2 separate regions of the Aedes albopictus genome follow, and region 1 is linked to region 2. The links are chromatin contacts, called in public Hi-C maps. All regions are on one chromosome and are shown on one strand. Each heading gives the region's core, a stretch centred on a gene start, on an enhancer-like site or on the middle of the called end of the contact. The rest is flanking DNA. Distances are from core to core; before and after follow the strand shown. Region 1 holds the start of LOC109423498 (endoplasmic reticulum metallopeptidase 1). Region 2 holds the start of LOC109423501 (peroxisomal membrane protein 11C).

Region 1 (4,785 bases), core at 318-2,817, 170 kb before region 2:
AATCTCTCGCAGGAGAAAATCAACGGCCAGCACCTCGTTCGCATAGCTGCCAGTTGGTTTCGGGCCAAAATCGTTCAAAATTTTCAAATCTTTGTATGCTCGCTCGGCAATGAATGCGTTTGGATATTTCGCTAGGTGTGCGTTCCTCAGTGCGTCCGGTAGGTGAGAGTTGGTGTAGCTAGTCAAATTGCCAATGAAAAGGATGAGGAAAATGCCACCGATGCCCCACCAGGACGAAATGCTGTGGACGCTTTTCACTTTAGAATAATCTAAAAATAACATCGACATTAGTTTAGTTATTCAAAACGTTCACATACCGTCAAGCAGAGCTACTTTTGGCTTATTTCGTATTATATCAGGTTTGATTGGCCTTTTTCGGTAAAGGAATGAGGGAACAAGACAAGTAATAATTGTACACGTTGGGATAGATTCGCCAGCAAGCGACGATAGAAATTGAACAGCAATTTATATTAACTAAGGCCGATTGTTGAATAGCACATTTACAACTTACCTACGTCCTCGGCCCTGATCTTGTAATAAAACATATTCAGATATTCCAATGTGTTTGAATTGACGAGAACTCATTGCAATGTTTACTATAAATAAATGACCGAACTCGATTTTACACAATTCGATGATTTCAAACATGATTCAATACTAAATAAGCTTGGTAAACTTTTTAATCAAAATTACTTTTATGCTATTTTTTAATCTGCGTGTTTCCTTCAAAATGTTATATTTATTCACTCTACACACGTTTTTCAATCATGTTTGTAAGAAGGACATTTAAACTTCACTGTCTTAAACTTTAAACTGTTTTTCAAGGTAAAATCAAAGTTACCCCAAAATTGGGAAGGTGACACATACCTACATCAAACATTATTGGTTATCCAAAAATCCAAACTTATCTAGTCGCTCGATTGTAATCTATTACTGAAATGATCCTAGTATTTGTTTTAAGAATGGAAAACTATAGATTCCAATGTTTTTTTTTATGAAAAAAAAAACATTGGAATAACAATAAAAATTAAGCATAGAGCAATCCATAAGTCAGAAAAAGTCCTGCTTGACGGTAGCCCGGTTGTCTTACCTATATCTGGATCGAGCACTTTCCCCTTCACTCCTTTCCGGTTGGCGTTCGTAGGCTGACAAAACAAGAACATAATTGAATGTCGATAAAAAGTGTTTATGTAATCTAGTCCATGGTGGCCCATACCTGGAACATTTTGATTTGTAAATGACGTTTTTTAATGTTACAATAAAATCAGTAGGAATGTTATTAAACAAAATTATACATTTGGTAAATGATCATTAGAGCACTAATTATTAAGATTTTTTTTTCTAATTTGTCAATCCTTCTTGTATTCACTCTCTTTCTAAGCTATCCATTTCCTGCTACATTCAAACATTAACGACACCTAAACTGTAACCAAATTTCATTTAAATATAAGTTTTTTGAAACTTTGTCATAAAACTACACAATTTTTCACGAAAAATGGATTTTTTCTTCGAATGTCTGTCAGCACACCATGTCACTATGCGACAGAATGAAAATTTTGACGTGTAAGATACGCACACATGCTGCAGTGTGATATATCTCTACCACGCACACATGGTCAAGCGGCCTATGAACGGGAAATCAAAACAAAAAACAGATGTTGATGTTTGCTAAAGACATAAACCGAGCGGCGAAGCCGGCTGCGTGGTACAAGTATGATGCAGTTAGCATAGTCGCTATGCTAACATAACACATACTAATAAATGGAGAACGATAAGCATAGATCCAGTCCATGTCATTTAGACTGGTGAGTATGCAGATGAAAATCATGAAACGGGCGCCAAAGTTAAGAAGCGATGTGAAATAACACGAACTGAAAAACGTGTATCATGACTCGGTATTATAAATTTTATATCGTACTTGCGGTTTTAGTATCACAATAGAAGTAATAATTTAACCGATTTTGTACACATCAGTACAATGCTACGAGTAGTGCTGTACACCTGGAATTCGCAATTGGTTGCAAAAATAACAATTTTGTTATATTTCATAGATATTTAGTTTTTCATAATTTGAATTACGTGTCCAAGCAACTTGTTCTGCCTACTGCGTTTTTTATATTCCTAGAAATCTGGAATTTGGTTTTCAAAACGTATGTAGGGAAAGGTGGGGTAATATGCACCCCCTAAGCAAACGTGGAATAATAACTAAGATTAAGATAATGTTATAGATGTCTTGCGATTTGAAAGTTAGTTTAGTTGATTGACTAAAAAGCGCTAACTTTTGGTTCGCGTGATATCCATTTTACCGAATTACATTTACAATTAGAAAAAGTGTTACGTTTTGGGTGCTGAAAAACTGTTGGAGGCAAAACGCACCTTGAGGTGGGGCAATACGACCTCTGGCATTTTCCGCTTTGAATTCTAATGAAATACCATGCGGCTCCATCTTACTATTCACGGCAGCAAATGGAAGGTGCAGAAGGCAGATGGTACTTGATTGATTGATAGATTGATTCCATATAATCAGCGCGCAACCACTTAAATTGCGTGCGCTTCAAATTAGACAATCTTTCCTAATATGGAAAATCATCGGTTTCAACGCTTTTCTTTCGAATATTCTTGTCATTCTTGAGCTTGTCCGACTCAATTTTACTTCTAGTTTGCCGAGCTTCATTTATATAATTAAATAGCGTGAGAGCGTTTTGCCCCGGGGGTGCGTATTACCCCAGGTTGCCCTAAATGTTTTTTTGTAATGTTATCCTCTTTCTCTTTATCTTGGCGTAATGACCTCACTGGGACATAGTTTGCTTCTCAGCAAAGTGTTCTGTGAGCATAACCTTAGTTATACTCTCAGAGATTCCTCAACTAATAATTTTATATGATGATAAACCTGTAACTAGATGAAAATCAAGTGAATACTGTTCCTTTTAATTTCAACTATGCGTCCCATGACAGATACGTACATCGACCTCAACTGTAATGTCGTCCATTACAAGAATTTCATGGACCTACTGGAAATCGAACCCGTCACCCTAAGCAAGGCGATGCTGAATATCCGTTCATTACCTACTTGCTGTGTTAAGCCGGCAGTACACTGGGTCAAATATTCAACCAAAAACAAACCAATGCTCAAACGAATCTTCTTTAAAGTCAAACAAATGTTTACTCTTGAGTTAATTCCTTGTCAAAAATTTGACTCCGTGTGCTCGAGGCCTTAGGGTTTAAAAAAGTAACAAATTTAGTGAAACTCGTACATATACGGAATGCCAATGGAGGTTTTGCATCGGTGCACAACTTATATTATCGAAAAGCATCGAAAGCGATGAAAAGTCAGGCTTGGCTGGAACGCAACGGCGAAAAGGAGTAGCCAACAATGCTCATCAGCGTCGAGTCTGTTCGTGTGCTATTCGTATCGGAGGTTGGTTGGGTAAAGCGAGGAAGGGTGAAAACGTATTCGTTGTCGAAAGCGAGTCGCATCATTTTGCGAATTTTTTCACTAAATAGCAAGCTTGGTTTCATGAAAATGGTATAATTTGGATCGTAAATATTCTTACGATATCACTTCGGACAAATTTGGTATCTTCGGCAAAGTTGCTGGCTTGTTCAAGAGCTATTCATTGATGGTCTAAAATCTAAGTAATTAGCAAATCAATCGCTAGGCGGCGCTAGTGAGCTTACAGACTACACAAAAGCAAAGCATAATTTTTTTTCTTTTTTTAGGAAAGGCACGGACACGTTGAATGCTTCCAGTGAGCTTTTTGCTCTTTGAAGGAAACACGACACTAGACAACGGACTAGCATGCAACGTCCAGTGGCACAGCCGAAAACTTTTCCTGACAGCTGCGGCGGGAATCGAACCCGCGCTCCTCAGCACGATGCGACTAAGAGCTTGGTGACCCTAGCCACACGACCACGGAGCCGTGTATTGTGTATTTCAATAATGAGTAAACTTAGTTGGATGATGTATTTGACAAAGTTGTTAGCTTGGTCATTAGCTGTCCAGTTATGCTCTAAATCTCCAGTCTAAGATCTCCAGTTAGCCTAATGGTTAAGGCAAAAGGTTCCCAAACTTTTTGCTACCGCGGCGCTTTTTGACATTTTCAAAGTTGTCACGGCGCACCAACAACTTTTTACAAAGAATTTTAATAATTTTTAAACCTTCACTTCAAAATTTCAAATATAACTCGTCAAAAAGCCTTCAATCAATGTCATTCTTTCTCATTATTAAATAAAAAAAATGCTTAAAGATTTGCAGAATTTAACAAAAAATTTAGATTTCTGGAGGATTAGTAATCTCTACGGTAATCCTCTACGGGCACGAGACATGGACCACGCTCGAGGAGGACCTGCAAGCACTCGGAGTTTTCGAGCGACGCGTGCTAAGGACGATCTGCGGCGGTATGCAAGAAAACGGTGTGTGGCGGAGAAGGATGAACCACGAGCTCGCTGCACTTTACGGCGAACCCAGCATCCAGAAGTTGGACAAAGCCGGAAGGATACGGTGGGCGGACCAGGTGGAGCGTGACCTGGCGAGCATTGAGCGCGACCGAGGATGGAGTGCGGCAGCCACAAACCGAGTATTGTGGCTTACTATAGTTGATTATGTCTTGTCTTAATGATGTTGAACAAATAAATGTATGTATGCCCGTATCATTGAGAAACACTCAAAAACGGAAACGAACCTCCAATTTTCCCAAATTTTGCTGCAGGTGGGTATGTGTATACATGCAGGCGTAGACTCAGATGCTGTTGAATGTCGTTGCCGGTGCGCATGGAAAAGTGGAA
Region 2 (5,288 bases), core at 564-3,063:
TTCTTTGTGGCGCTAAATTATACCTCTCAACTCAAAATATATAATTTATATCAATTTGAAATTTTGTCCATACATGATCAATGTATTGATGATGAAGTGGTAAAATTTTCAGACAAAAATATTGATAATTGCCAAAGTTGCAGCAGATTGAACATGACGGATTTTGGGAGAAAAATTCAGCTCGGCTTTTTTTTGTTTACACTGGGACTGGCGTCAAGGCATTGTCGTCTCTGGTGTCCGACGAAATCGGACATAGTGGGTGAGAGTTTATTATCAGGAAAAAAAAAAACTAAAATGGGGAAAAAGGCAAGTGAAAAAAAAACCGTTCTGATAAACGCGAACAAACAAACGCAAATATGAGAACAAGCAAATATTGCGCATTGCGCAGTTAAAAGTGCGACGGGGAAGTGCAGAATTTCAAATAAAAGTGCGATTCGGTGTCAGATCGTTTCGGTGTCTTCACCGCACTTATTCATTAGCTCATGATGAATAAGTGCGGTGAAGACACCGGAACGATTTGATGCAATATCGCACTTTTATTTAATATTCCGCACTCTGTCGCAGTCCAGTTAGCAATGAAATAAACTATATGCACTGTGAACTGGAACTAGTTCCAGCTGTCAATATGGGCGTTCTAGAGCAATGAGGTACAGATACAGGTGGCGCAGATAAACATTACGAACCACTAGTTGTCTCTTTTGTTCTACCGCTGATCTTATGCAACTCAATTAGTGACGTCACTAATCTATATCTTATTGGTTCTAGAGAACGGGAAATCTAGTTCACGGAGTACATTTCTTAAGCCTTCAGTACACGCTTTGCCAAGTGTGCAAACTTTTCCGCACGCATAATCCAACAGGCCAACAGTGGTCTCAACATTGACAAAACATCGGAAATGTCAAGCGTATGCTTTGCTGTTGGTTGATGCGTGCGGAAAAGTTTGCACACTTGGCAAAGCGTGTATGAAGGCTTTATTGTTATTATGGGTGCTATGCATAGTTTCCGTTTGTTCCCGTTGTCGTGACTGGGAGTGCACGTACATATATCGGAACGGATTTTTTTTTGTGTGGTGAAGGTAGGACGTCAGCAGAAGGATAACAAAAGTGGGCACGAGACCGACAATACAGGGAGTTTTCTCTATTGAACCTATTTTCTTCCGCGGAGTGTCACGAGCGACTGGCCAACCCTGAGGCACAGCAAAGTTAAGACGGGGGTCTTAACTTTGCTGTGAGTACACGGTCCTTGCTCAAAGTTACAGCTTTGAGGTTCTCTTCAACCCCAAACAGTCAGCGAAGGCGCTAGCCTCTACCAGGTTCTGTACTGTTTTTTTTTTGTTGTTGTATTGATATTAATGTAAGTTAACGCCATGTTTGAAAATCTCAGACATTTTCTCAACCAGATGGCGTTCCTTTTCTAGATCAATGGACGATGAGGCAGACGGCGTAATCGCGATTCATTCATTTTCTGCCTTCTTTCTTTCATTCATATATGTCAACAAAACAGGCACAGGTTGTTGTACTCACACGAACAACCGTTTGATGAATCGAAGGCAAGATTCCACGTGTGGAACGGTACATGTAGTAGGTGCGGTAGACTTTTTAAATGTCGTGAGCATACCAATACTTACACTTCATGCTGAACTTTGGGCTTTTGGGTAGCTGCAGCATTGCGTGCTACCTAGAGCAATAAAATTATATGAATAGTAGATAGCGAAATCCATGATATTTTTGAAAGAATATATTAATTTACAATTGTGTCGAACTGTTATAGGGCAATTATGTTTCAATTATGAATGTTATATGTTTGGATATGTTATTTTAAATTTCTACCGACATAAGATCCTACCCTAGCCTAAAGCGTAAGATATCGCCGTATCTGACAGGCATTCCATTGAAATGCAAGTGCAGGGACGAGGTGTTGAGGGTAAGGTGATAAACAAACCTCGCCTCATCGTGATCCTGTACCACGCAGTATCGGGTCAGTCGATTCTTGTTGGTAGTCTGTGCTGGTTATCGTTCCCGTTTCGTGGCGGTATCTTGTAGAAGATATTATTAATTTACAATAGAGAAAAGTTGTTGATACCGATGCATCTACTATAAACAGGCATATCATTGCAGTGTATTTACACGTCTGAGAGAACCGCGTAACTTAGCCACAGTGAATTTTTATTGCATTTAATATTTGCCTGAGATATTCAAACATAAAACTGCAATAGCACAAATAATCAATCAAAATGAGCAAAGCACTAAACGAAGTTTGTGATATGCTGGACACCTACACTGGCCGGGATAAGGTAAGAAGAGTTCCACGTAGCACAGGAAACTACTTTCACTTTTTTGTGTTATAACTAGCCCAGGTAGCCAAAACAATGCAAAGAGATCAAGTTCAAATGGTTGCGTATGTTGGGCTGACGCGAGGAGACCGGTTTTTCGTTTCCGCATTGGCGCTACAAAAAAGTCAGCTTCTAGTCAGCTAATTCCGCTTATTCACCCTTGCCTTTTTTTTAGATTGTTAGAACACTATGCTACACCACAAAGCTGGCGTCTGGGATGTATGCGAACAAAGATCCAGATTTTGCCAAAAAATTGGCCATCTTCAGTTCCAAAATGTCACAAACAAGGGCCACGCTGCGGTTATTTGACGACCTACCAATGCTTAGTTATTCACTCAGTTACGGAATGGGGAGCAAGGTATTATGAGTAACTTTTTTTTACATACTGATGCTGCTTACTAGAATGAATGTTTCAAATAGGAACCAGACAGAATAATGGGCCTTATTGGCTTCATTACCAACCTCATTGACCACGTGTACTATCCTGTGGATAAAATTTGCTGGATGATAGAATACAAACTGCTCAACGTGGAAAATCCCACCAAATGGGACACCGTGAACTCTATCTTTTGGGTGGCGTCGATCTATTTGAACCTTATGAAGTAAGTTGGACATTTTTATGAACTTTTATCTACTCGTTTATTCTTTTTTTGGCCAAGACAGCTTAATTTTGGCAACTGTGTGTATCTTAATCTAAGCGATAAAATTCGCCGAATCACATTGATTTGCTCTTATCTCGCACAAAGATTACCTCAGCTTGGACGCGCGGCAAACAACTTCGATAATTGAATCCCGCTGTGTTGTAGGGAGTGGGATATATCATTTTTTTTTCTTTATCCAACGTCAAACAAACAATGTAGTGTGCACCTGACACTATAGTCCTGCCTGTTCAATGAAGTAGGTTGAACATGGTCGAAGTTGAGGCAGTTGATGCATACTGTTCTTACCCATTCCTCAAAAAATGGGTAAGAGCAGAATGCAGCAAGTTCATCAATGTTCAACATACTTCATTGAACAGGACTTATGATTTCGTTTTAATATTTATTATTCATCGCAGTCCATGTTTTAGAAGCGGTCAACGGATGTCAAATTTAAGAGTATTGATGAACAATTTTATCGAAGATTCTACGTCAATTCTTTACATGTGCTATTCTACGCATGGAGCAAAGTACTCTCTAAAAATTGTGGGTGTAACGGATTTTGTTTCGTTACGTTAAATTGTTGCTTTATTCACGTGACCACATGTTATCTAAACAGAAACGATAAGAGTTCAATAAAAGGCTTACGAATGGAATAGTTTTAAGCTGATATCCTTACAAACGCGAAATATGTGATCAATGATAAGGAACACGATACACTAAAATAGAGGGTATTTGAGAGTGTTGTACCCGTATCGATGCCGTAATATCCGGTGATGCTCAGACATGCTAATTGATAATCACATCTAAAGCGTACTTGAAATCTTGTACACCGAAGCCATGAAAGCAACGGTATCTGGATGTTCCCGCGCGGTCACTTTTTTTGCGATAGAAGGGTCGGGTTCGACCGCAGGGCGCCGGTATGACCTACGTAGCTGACTCCGAACAATTGGACCACCTCTTTATTAGCTTCTGAACTAACCACCCTTCGAGTGCACACGCTACCTGCTTTATAGCTCCAAGACGATTCGGGCGATAACCAATGAAGTGACATTCCAGCTAAACTCGTCTGCTCAAGATTCCTCGGGGTCAAGTCCCCACCGTATGGCAAGCATGCGGTCACGCATTTTGCAAAAACGCGGGCACTCGAGCAAAACATATTCCGCCGTTTCCTCTAAACCAGCACAAACCGGACATTCGAGAGAACCCGCATGACCGAAACGATGTAGATACTGTCGAAAGGAACTGAGGCAGGTGGAATGTTACTTCCTTATGGAACTGTCCCACACTTGCTGCCATTTGAGCATGGAGGCCATCCTGGTAGTCCTGCGTATGCTTGCTGTGTCGCGCATTTCAAAGCACTCTATGTCCTCCCCGATAAAGATGCCGATAGGCACCATACCACTGATGACGCAGAGCGTGTCGTATGACACGGTACGGTACGCGCTCGCAACCCTCAGGCACATCGGCGTATTAGTACTTCACGGTAGCTTTCGGTACTTTGCGCCGTGCCCTACACCGGGACGCCCTATCTTAGTGTGGACATAGCGACACTAGCCAGAAGCTTGCGCTTACTAGCGTACACCGCAAAGCTATTGGACATTATCCGGGACACTTTTAGCTGTGGAGGCTCTTTTACAGGCGTAATCAACGTGGCTACCAAAGGTGAGCTTATCGTCGATCATCACCCCCAAGTGTTTGACGGAGCGCTTTGAAGTGATAGTGAAATCGCCTACACTGATCACCGCTTGCTGCTTCCGGTTGTTCACAACCATCACCTCAGTTTGGTAGTGAGTGAACTCTAGTCTGGACGAACATTTAAAAAGGGCCTATCTGCTTTTTGTAAACAAACATGTTTCTGTCTCTGCAGGGCCCATCTGCAGTCACCCACGCACATCAACACCCTTAAGAGATAGCTTGAAGAACACTCTTTCTGATAAGGGTGTTGATGTGCGTGGGTGGATGCAGATGGGCCCGACAAAGACAAAAACATGTTTGTTTACGCAAAGCAGATAGGCCCTTTTCAAATGTTTGTCCAGATTTTCGCTGATTATGGTCGTCGCCATATTGAAGAATTAGCTTACGTGAATGAAAAATAGTTATTTTTTCTTAAATTAGCAATGAAATGGTAGTTTGCAACCATTTTCATAACATGCTCACATAAATAAACTCTTTCTGCTGAGTTTTCTTGCGATTCGGGATAGTTTTACTAAATTCACAAATTGATTTATTTCATTCCAAGATGATAATATTCACTATTTTCGAAGCGCATTAATTTTATGATTCTGCAACCCCAATATTCACGGTAAATTCGAATG

Evidence for each region. A called contact is a pair of places that touch in the nucleus more often than the background predicts.
Region 1: a contact with region 2 is called in a Hi-C map of embryo, with 9 times the contacts expected there. The contact joins the promoter of LOC109423498 here to the promoter of LOC109423501 in region 2. A contact is called at or near these places in 2 of 3 Hi-C or Micro-C datasets (embryo and whole body).

Annotation. Positions count from the first base shown.
Region 1 is chr1:199,528,538-199,533,322 of AalbF5, reverse strand. LOC109423498 (endoplasmic reticulum metallopeptidase 1) reads right to left here and starts at 1,567. Exons shown (of 8, transcript XM_019698466.3): 1 at 1,217-1,567; 2 at 1,091-1,145; 3 at 1-269. The coding sequence starts at 1,225.
Region 2 is chr1:199,361,401-199,366,688 of AalbF5, reverse strand. LOC109423501 (peroxisomal membrane protein 11C) reads left to right here and starts at 1,813. Exons shown (of 5, transcript XM_029866928.2): 1 at 1,813-2,293; 2 at 2,508-2,690; 3 at 2,753-2,934. The coding sequence starts at 2,234.